Linked DNA regions of Danio rerio: region 1 is linked to region 2. Evidence: chromatin contacts called from public Hi-C data. All regions are on one chromosome and are shown on one strand. The core of a region is the stretch at or near the end of the contact, and the rest is flanking DNA. Distances in the headings are between cores, read along the strand shown. Region 1 holds the start of arhgap15 (Rho GTPase activating protein 15). Region 2 has its middle 100 kb from the start of acvr2aa.

Evidence for each region. A called contact is a pair of places that touch in the nucleus more often than the background predicts.
Region 1: a contact with region 2 is called in a Hi-C map of embryo, with 2.5 times the contacts expected there. The contact joins the promoter of arhgap15 here to the enhancer-like site in region 2. A contact is called at or near these places in 6 of 18 Hi-C or Micro-C datasets (caudal fin, embryo, fibroblasts and 1 more) and 1 of 4 datasets of contacts at active chromatin or transcription factors (caudal fin).

Annotation. Positions count from the first base shown.
Region 1 is chr9:27,614,772-27,619,511 of GRCz12tu, reverse strand. arhgap15 (Rho GTPase activating protein 15) reads left to right here and starts at 2,041. Exons shown (of 13, transcript NM_001128555.1): 1 at 2,041-2,175; 2 at 3,199-3,258; 3 at 3,439-3,500; 4 at 4,735-4,740. The coding sequence starts at 2,041.
Region 2 is chr9:27,170,639-27,175,231 of GRCz12tu, reverse strand. No RefSeq gene overlaps it. Among named protein-coding and RNA genes, the nearest start is that of acvr2aa, 100 kb to the right of the region's middle. Within about 2 kb of position 2,636, at least 14 of the 62 cell types and tissues checked have an H3K27ac peak or open chromatin away from gene starts, as enhancers often do. A contact at or near this core is called in caudal fin, where this site is marked.

The DNA.
Region 1 (4,740 bases), core at 792-3,291, 440 kb before region 2:
ACATTTGATGCTTTTCTTTAAATTGGTCGTTCAATATGTCTGTTTTCTTCAACTTTACATATAAAACAAATTTTTTATATGAACAAAAAAGCATTTTATACAGTTGAAATCCAAATTATTATTAGACCCCCTTTGAATTTTAGTCTTTTTTTAAATATTTCCCAAATGATGTTTAATAGAGCAAGGAATTTTACACAGTATGTCTGATAATATTTTTTTTCTTCTGGAGAAAGACCGATTTGTTTTTTTTTTGTTTTTTGGTTAGAATAAAAGCAGTTTTAAATAAAAAAAACAACATGTTAAGGTTAAAATTATTAGCCCCTTTAAGCTATTTTTTCCTGATAGTCTACAGAACAAACCATCATTATACAATAACTTGCCTAATTACCCTAACCTGCCTAGTTAAACTAATTAAGCTAATAAGCCTTTAAATGTCACTTTTAGCTGAATAGAATTGTCTTGAAAAATATCTAGTCAAATATTATTTGCTGTCATCATGGCAAAGTAAAATAAATCAGTTATTAGAAATAAGATACTATTTATCTCATATCTATAGATAAAACTATTATGTTTAGAAATTTGCTGAAAGAATCTTCTCTCCGTTAAAAGAAATTGGGGAAAGATAAACAGGGAGGCGGGCGAAGCAGTGGCGCAGTAGGTAGTGCTGTCGCCTCACAGCAATAAGGTCGCTGGGTCGCTGGTTCGATCCTCGGCCTAGTTGGCGTTTCTGTGTGGAGTTTGCATGTTCTCCCTGCGTTCATGTGGGTTTCCTCCGGGTGCTCTGGTTTCCCCCCACAGTCCAAAAACATGCGGTACAGGTGAATTGGGTAGGCTAATTTGTCCATAGTGTATGAGTGTGTGTGGATGTTTCCCAGAGATGGGTTGCGGCTGGAAGGGCATCCGCTGCGTAAAAACTTGCTGGATAAGTTGGCGGTTCATTCCTCTGTGGCGACCTTAGAGTAATAAAGGGACTGAGCCGACAAGAAAATGAATTAATGAATAAACAGGGAGGCTAATAATTCTGACTTCAATTGTATATACATTTATTAAATCAAATTTCAGTAACAATTTTCATTTAAAATTTTTTAACTATATAAATACATAATTGCTAGGGTCAGACAGAATATGCAGACATCTTTTGCTATTCCTGTGCAAAATTTTGCAGAGTATTGTAAATAAAAACATAATATAAGAAATTCAAATTAGTTTTTGAATTTTTATTTAAAGTTTACAATATAAAACCAATTATTATGCAAACAAAGCAAGTCTCCCTCATCACATATCTACTAAAATACAGGAAATATTACTTTACAAACTGTATTATAAATAAATCAAATGAACATTTTCACATTAGCCAATAATATTACTAAAACTAATTAAAAAAACTGATTAAATATTACATTTACATTTAATATTACATTTAATAATACATTTACAAACATTTACACAAGTAAATAAATGATGGGCTGAAAATCTGCAGATTTTTGCATGCGCAGATTCAGTGTGGGCCACAAAAAACTAACAACAAATAATATCAAAAAAATTATTTATCATAGTTAATATTACGGTCAATATTTATTAATATATTTTTGGTAACACTATATTTTAAGGTGTACCTTTTATGTTCTGTTTAGTAACTAAAGTAACTCTAATTAATTATGCATAATTACATACAAATAATTCTAAACCTATCCCGCATTATAACCATAAAGAACATGTAATTATTTAATGTTACAGATATTGGTAAATAATTAACTACACTGTAATGACAACAACATAAATAAAATGTCATTGTTATTTTTGCAGTGAATTTTTAAATGAACTGACAATTACAAATGTTAATAATATTAAATGTTCAGAATGGATTGATCGTTGTTATAGTGTTTTTTATGCATTGCATAATGTCAAATAAGACCTCATTATAAAATGTTACCAGAATCCCTGTCATTCAAAACTATGCCTTTATTATTGATGTGTCTGACTCGTGCACCGTTCTCATGCTCAGCCAACGTAAATGTTTTTTTTTTCAGTGTCATAGCGATGCAAAAGCCGCCAGCACTGGTGCTTCCTGGAGCTGTTCAGCTGAGAATCAAGAACTCTCAGAGCAGCACTGGAGAAAGACTCAGCCAGACCAAATCTATGGTCCTGCCAGAGGCCGAAACACTACAGAAACCCGTGAGCATCAGCACAATCACACTCCTTCACAATCTCTGCTCATTCAGGAAATCAGTATGTATGAGTGTGCATGACTACATCTTCACATTCAACACCTAACCGGAAGCTTCCTGTTGCATTGGCTGTTTTAAGAAACACCCAGACAGAGAACAGCAGAGGGCAGAACAGCACTGCATTTATTGCTCTCAGCCTCCCACCGTTTCTATCCAAACATTAAATATCCTCCGCTTCTGTTTCACTTTTTACTGTGATGAAAATTTGGTGTTGTACATTTGCTGTACATTTATGAAAATCAAGGGGAGACACGGGAGGCAAAATACAGTTTTTTTCATGCAGTACTTTTCAATATTGAGATTTTGGGGCTTTTTAGTCTAATTTAATCAGCCTATGTCTGTTTTAATGACAATACATATTAAGCTATTTTCTTAAAAATACTCTTTTTTTCCTCCTTCCTCTTGCATTCATAAATTTTAATGCAGCTTTTACATACATGAAGCATCACAGTTTTATTTATATCTTTGTGAAGGTTTTTACAGAGAGATATGGATAATGGATACCTAATTTGCCTGATTGCATACAAAATATTTATAAAAAAATAAGATATTTTCAATTGTTTATGAATTGTGGAGTGATAAAACAGTAAAAACCCTTCACTCCAGTGTCTAAATTTAAAACTGTAAACCTGACTTCAACAAATAATGAGATTTTTGTGATATAAATGTGTGCAAATTAGTGCATAGTTACAGAAATAATAACTCATCTGCACATTTAAACACAGCATTTTAGAAAACCTTTGAATGTTCTTAATGTACATTTTATGTACAAAACAATTCGTAACATAATCACTAATCTGTAATAATGGTGATACATATTTTAAATACATTTTTTAATATACCTGCAGTGTCTTGCCAAACTGAAAATAAACCTTGCAATAAACAATTTGAGCAGGATTGTGATTGAATTAAATGTATTATTAGATATATTTGGAAATATACTTACTTAACACCACATTCTCTATTTTAGATCAACCGTCACCGGAGGAATCAGTCTCAGCATAACAGTGAAGTTTCTGTTGGGTTGCAGGTATGATCCAGTTGTGTTTTTGGAAATTAGCAATATTAAGATTGTTTTGGACAACACAAATCTAAACTGAAATTATCAAGAAGAAAAAATAACTTATTAATCAAATAAAATGCACAAATTAACCAGTTTGTTTTAATTTATTAATTTATTTTTGTCATTGTGTTTTCGTTTTTGTTACAGCCTGTTTTAAAAGGGGAATATTTGAACAAAGCCAAAATTGCTGAAGGAGGAAAGAAATTACGGTTCGTCTATCTGACTGTCTGTCTGTCTATCTGTATATCTAATAGAGCTGCTTCTGGATATACTGGTGATCACATTGTTTTTTTTTTTTATAATAAAATGCTATACATATGTAATTATACATAAATAAACATGTAATTATACATAATTACATATATGAGTGTGTGTAAAATATGTAGCCTACATGTTTTACCCCCAATAAGTTCTGAAACATGGAATATCTTATACTGGCCTTTTGTCATTTTCTGCTAAATAATTGCTCTAAATGACACCATTTTGTGGTGACTCTGAAGACATTATATGTAGTTTATGAAATAAAATACAAACTAAGTTTTTTTACTACATTACTGGAGCTGCGCATCGATGGATTTGCTCTTAAGTGTTTCAGCAGTAAAATTCAAAGCACACTGAACTGAAGTAAACTGAACTTCAACTCTGAAATCTGGACTAGAACTTCTATGTTTAGAAGCTTTGACACAATCTACATTTTAAAAGTGCTATATAAATAAACTTGAATTGAATTGAATCAAAACACAATAAAAAATCTATAGAACCAATAATAAAATGGTCGCTTAATTTTCTCCAGAGCCGTATTAACTTCAATATTTAAAGCTCAGTATGAATGAACAATTCAATGACTCGCTCTTAAAATCGTGTTTTATTACTGGATGAATCTGAATGAATGAATCAGTTGGGTATATATATTTTAATGGTTGCGTATCGCCACCTATTGGTGTAACGACGTACTTGAAGCAGCCATTTGAAGCACCAAGTTGAGGTGAGTTACTCTATTTTAATTGCTCAAATAGACGTGGGTTTATATCCAAAATACTAACTGTTATTTGAGTATTTATAAAATACTTTAAATGTAAGACATCACAATACTACATGGTTGAAAGACCTGACAGAAGCTGAATCGAGTATGTATATATGTATATATATATATATATATATATATATATATATATATATATATATATATATATATATATATATATATATATATATATATATGTATGTATGTATGTATGTATGTATGTATGTATGTATGTATGTATGTATGTATGTATGTATGTTGTATGTACGTACGTACGTACGTACGTATCTATCTATCTATCTATCTATCTATCTATCTATCTATCTATCTATCTATCTATCTATCTATCTATCTATCTATCTATCTATCTATCTATCTATCTATCTAAACAGTTAACATAGCCTCTTTTATTTTTGCAGGAAAAA
Region 2 (4,593 bases), core at 1,387-3,886:
GAAGAATGTGAGCCCTTATATGTAGTAAAATGTCCAATGAGTGTTGTATATCATGTCTTAACTATGACTGGAAACTTTTTGCCAACTTGGAACTGATTAGGTTCACATAGTTTTGATATTAAAGCTTAGCTTATGGCTGATTTTTCAAATTCACAGGCAGGAAAAAATAAAGTAGTGACTGCAGGTTGAAGGAAAGTAGTAGAGTTAAAGTACAGATACTGCGCTAAAAATATAGTCAAGGAAGAGTAAAGCACATTTATAAAACTACTTAGTAAATTACAATTTCTGAGAAAAAAACTACTCAGTTACAGTCATTTGAGTATTTGTAATTTGTTACTTTACACCACTGTACAAATGTACAAATGATCATATTTAGGTCTTATTTCATTTATTATGAGACACCAGTTCAATCATCTTTTGAGGACTCTGCTAATGAGAGGAACAAGCAGACCGATGAAGGCTCAAAGCGTTATCATCTTCTCAGCTCCTTTGAAATATATATTTTTTTCATGTGTCCATATTTCTTTCGAGTCAGCAGCAGGTGGTTAATTTGACGCAGTTAAGTGTATGGTGGGAAGCCACACCTGAACTGACTGGAACACCTGACATCAATTACCCTCTTTTCAAGAGTTCATTATCCAAACATTCCACAGGCCTTTTCCATTAAGAGCTTTTATTGTTTAACTCTACCTTCCTGCAGAGTCCAGGCCCTGCTCTAATCAAACACACCTGAAGCAAATCATCAAAGTCCTGAAAAGCACAGGCAGGTGTGCTGGAGCCTGACAAACGGTAATTATAATAAATAAATAAATAAATAAATAAATAAATAAATAAATAAATAAATAAATAAATAAATAAATAAATAAATAATAATGGTATTGTAATTAATCATAGTTTTATCGTTTTAATCACAGATCTACACATTCACTCAATTCATTAGAGCTCAACTAACTCTAACAAACTAACTAACAAATCATCATAAAAATGTCTTGATAATTTGTCCAAATGTAAGCCTGCTTCTAATAACGATTCTAATGTTTTGATCTAAAAATAATGTTTAAGTGATTAACTGTATTGTTTTCATGACATTTCCTGTCATATAATCTTATGACGTACTCACAGATTTACTTTTAGGAGCTTCAGGGCATTCAATGTTCAACATAGAACAGGTGCAAAAGTTAAATTATGCTAATCTTCTGAAAGAATATTCATTCATTCATTTTCCTTTGGCTTAGTCTCTATTTCGGAGGTCACCACAGCGGAATGAACTGGCAACTATTCCAGCATATGTTTTACCCAACGGATGCCCTTTCAGATGCAACCCAGTATTGGGGAACACCCATACATACTCATTCTCACACACAAACATACACTACGAACAATTTAGTTTTATTTGAATCACCTATTCACTTCACACAGAATAGTCAACTGACCCAGCCAGTGATCAAACTAGAGACCTTGCTGTGAGGCAATAGTGCAAACCACTGAGCCACCATAATAATATTTATTTATATATTTATTTATTTACTGTAATTTTACAACTACAATGCAGAGAAAATGCATATATGAATACTGTACTTTGTGTAATTTTAATTAATATAAAAATGCAAATACAAATGAACAATTACAACCAGTTATTTATTACTTTATTAATGTATCAATAATTTTGTTTAGTTTTATAATTTAAATGCCTTTGAAATGTCATTTTTTTATTTAATTAAAAAAAAATAAGTTTTAAAATTAACTTTTAGTTTAGTTGAACTAATTGAAATTGATTCCTTCTCTAAATAATAAAAATTCCGGGTGCCTTAAATTTTTAAGTTAAATTAAATTAACTGTATGAGTCTATTAAGCTTATATTATGTTAAACTGACTAAAAACAGCTTGTGTAGCTTATAAAAATAGATTAGAACATGATAAGCGTAGTTTAGTCTTTACCTCAAGTTACAATGAGCTAAAATTATATGCTGCCATGACTAATTGATCATATAATTTTTGGTGTTGTTATATAATTGGTGAATGTAGTGAGTGTGTAATTTATTGATACATTAAACATTGTCTGAACCTCAAAAACTCTCTCTGTCTTTCTCTAGCCCACACACATAGACTATATATATCAGTGAGAGAGAAAGTTTAAGCGTTGGAAGGTCACTCTAAGTAAAAAATTTAAATAGAAAAGAGATTGTTGGAGTTAGGAGATCAAAGTTATTTGTTTATAAATATGTATAAAGATGCATACAGTAAACCGAGAACAGAGAATAGATTAGATAAAAGAATAAGAGTGTTAGTAAAAGAAGTGCTGATGAAAAAAATCTTGAGAATGATTTAAGCCTTAACTGACAAACCAGAAAATAAATTAAATATAGATTAATTAATTAAATACATGATATTAATAAACTGGAAAAAAAACATATAATTCTCTCTATTTTTCTTTCTAAAATTCAGTCAAATAAATATTAGTGATGGGAAGAATTTCCTCTCAGTTTGAAGGAAGAGCCCAAAATGACAGTTTCACTATAAGCTCCACAAGCCTCACACTCACAGCAGCCTTACTGGCTCAACTCAATGGCTCCACCCAGCAGTAAACGCTCTCCAGTTTTTCATAGCGAATGCAGAGCAGGAAATGATATAATTGTTGCATTTTTCCCATGCCCATTTGCCCTGTGCTTGACCTGCTCCTCTGGCTGCTGGGAATGGTCACTCGATGATTAGAGCTGCAAGCGTCTGAGCTTTCCTCCGCAGAGATCTCTGTGTAGGGGGTGTTCAGAGACCCTCACAGCACGAGAGGACTTGTGGGAAAAACGGCTTTATGTGGTACTGCCGCTATAAATAGAGCATCAGGAAATCTGTTTAACAATCACTCATGGGATGTTTAATGAGTCTATAGTTAGCAATTCCAGCAGAGAATAAAAAGACATTTTTAATCAATCAACCACATTGCATTACGAATGTGCACACATACACAGCCACACAAGTTCTTCAGTGGTTCTTTGAAGTGGTTGAGGTGGTATATAGCACAGTCGCCATCAAAAATGCCCAGTTTGGTTTTTTTAATGGTTTATCGGCTTGATTATAGTGCTATTGTCATATAAAGAGCTTGTTGAATGTATGGTATGCCTATGGTAAAGAACCTCTGTATGGTATGCGTTTGACCAGAACAAAACTGGTCCTCTATACAGCCTGGCTTCCTCTAAGGTTTGTTCTCCACTTCCGTCAAGTGGCTGAGTTTTGGTTTCCTCTGGTTTGCTTGGTTGAGGTCGGTGGAGCTGCTCTTTAGTAAAACGTATTCCATTTCAATTTTAACTTACTAAACTAAATCTGTTTTAATCTGACAAAAACTTCACCAGCGTTTTAACTCAGAGTAAGGCCTGATATGCTAAAATGTTCCACAATCTGGAATATTATGACTTTTTAAAATCTTTTTTTAATCTTTCTATTGCTGCTTTGACACAATCTACATTGTAAAAGTTCTATAGAAATAAAGATAAATTGAGTGCAGTTCTTTAAGCGTTCTTTAACTCTTTCTTAGTCTTTTCTTAAAAATAATAAGTCTGGTATTATTTTTTTGAGATTTAAAAACTGCATTTTGGTGACATTTTAAGCACTATTTTTAGTTTGTCAGATGGCCATTATAACCACACTTTTTGCTACACAATTTTTGCTAAAAATACCTAAAATACTCATTGCATAATTAATCTATCACATACCATTAGAAAAAATGGGAACATGTTTTGTCTGATAAACTGTAGTCTATTGTTATTTATTGGGCAAATAACGAACAGGCCAGCATATTTGTCAGAATTTGGCCATTTGAATAATAATAATAATAAAACATAATAACAACAATAATGTAAAGCTTCATGATATTTATAGTCTCTCTTGTAATGAAGTACATTTGAAAATTCATGGATAACAACAATAGTATTCAGATTAATCTTAACATGGGTAATTATTTGTTTCAAGAATAATTGAATTTTGAATAAAAGTTACTTGTCAAAAGTTTTCTCTTTTTAAAAACAATACAGTAGCGAAAGATGACTTCACTTACACCAGATTGTATGTTTTCTTGCACTGCTGGATGTTGGACTCTTTAAAAATAATTGTTTGCATTGGCCAAAACTGATTACTGAAGTCACACCAAAATGAAATGGTCTTAAAGCCTTTTTTTGGTGGGTTATTTATACTATTTAGGATGGCATAGGAATGAAAATAAGACAAATGACCTCATGTATGGGACAAATTCTGGACCTTTGTCAGAGAGTGGTGGGTCTTTTGAACCTACAGGCCTGGGTGTTGATGTTTCCACAAAGAACCTTTAGCATCAAAATAATCTGTCCATTCCATAAATAGGTTCTTTGTAGTGGAAAAGGGCTATTCATTCATTCATTCATTCATTCATTCATTCATTCATTCATTCATTCATTCATTCATTCATTCATTTATTTATTTTTAATATATTTAGTACTAATAAAAATGTCCACTAAAAAGTATTTTGTGGAACCAATAATAACTATTGTATAGCATCACAACAACAACATTTTTGTAAACTTTATTTAGCAAAGTCTTTGTGATTAGAAATTGAAAAAAGCATTA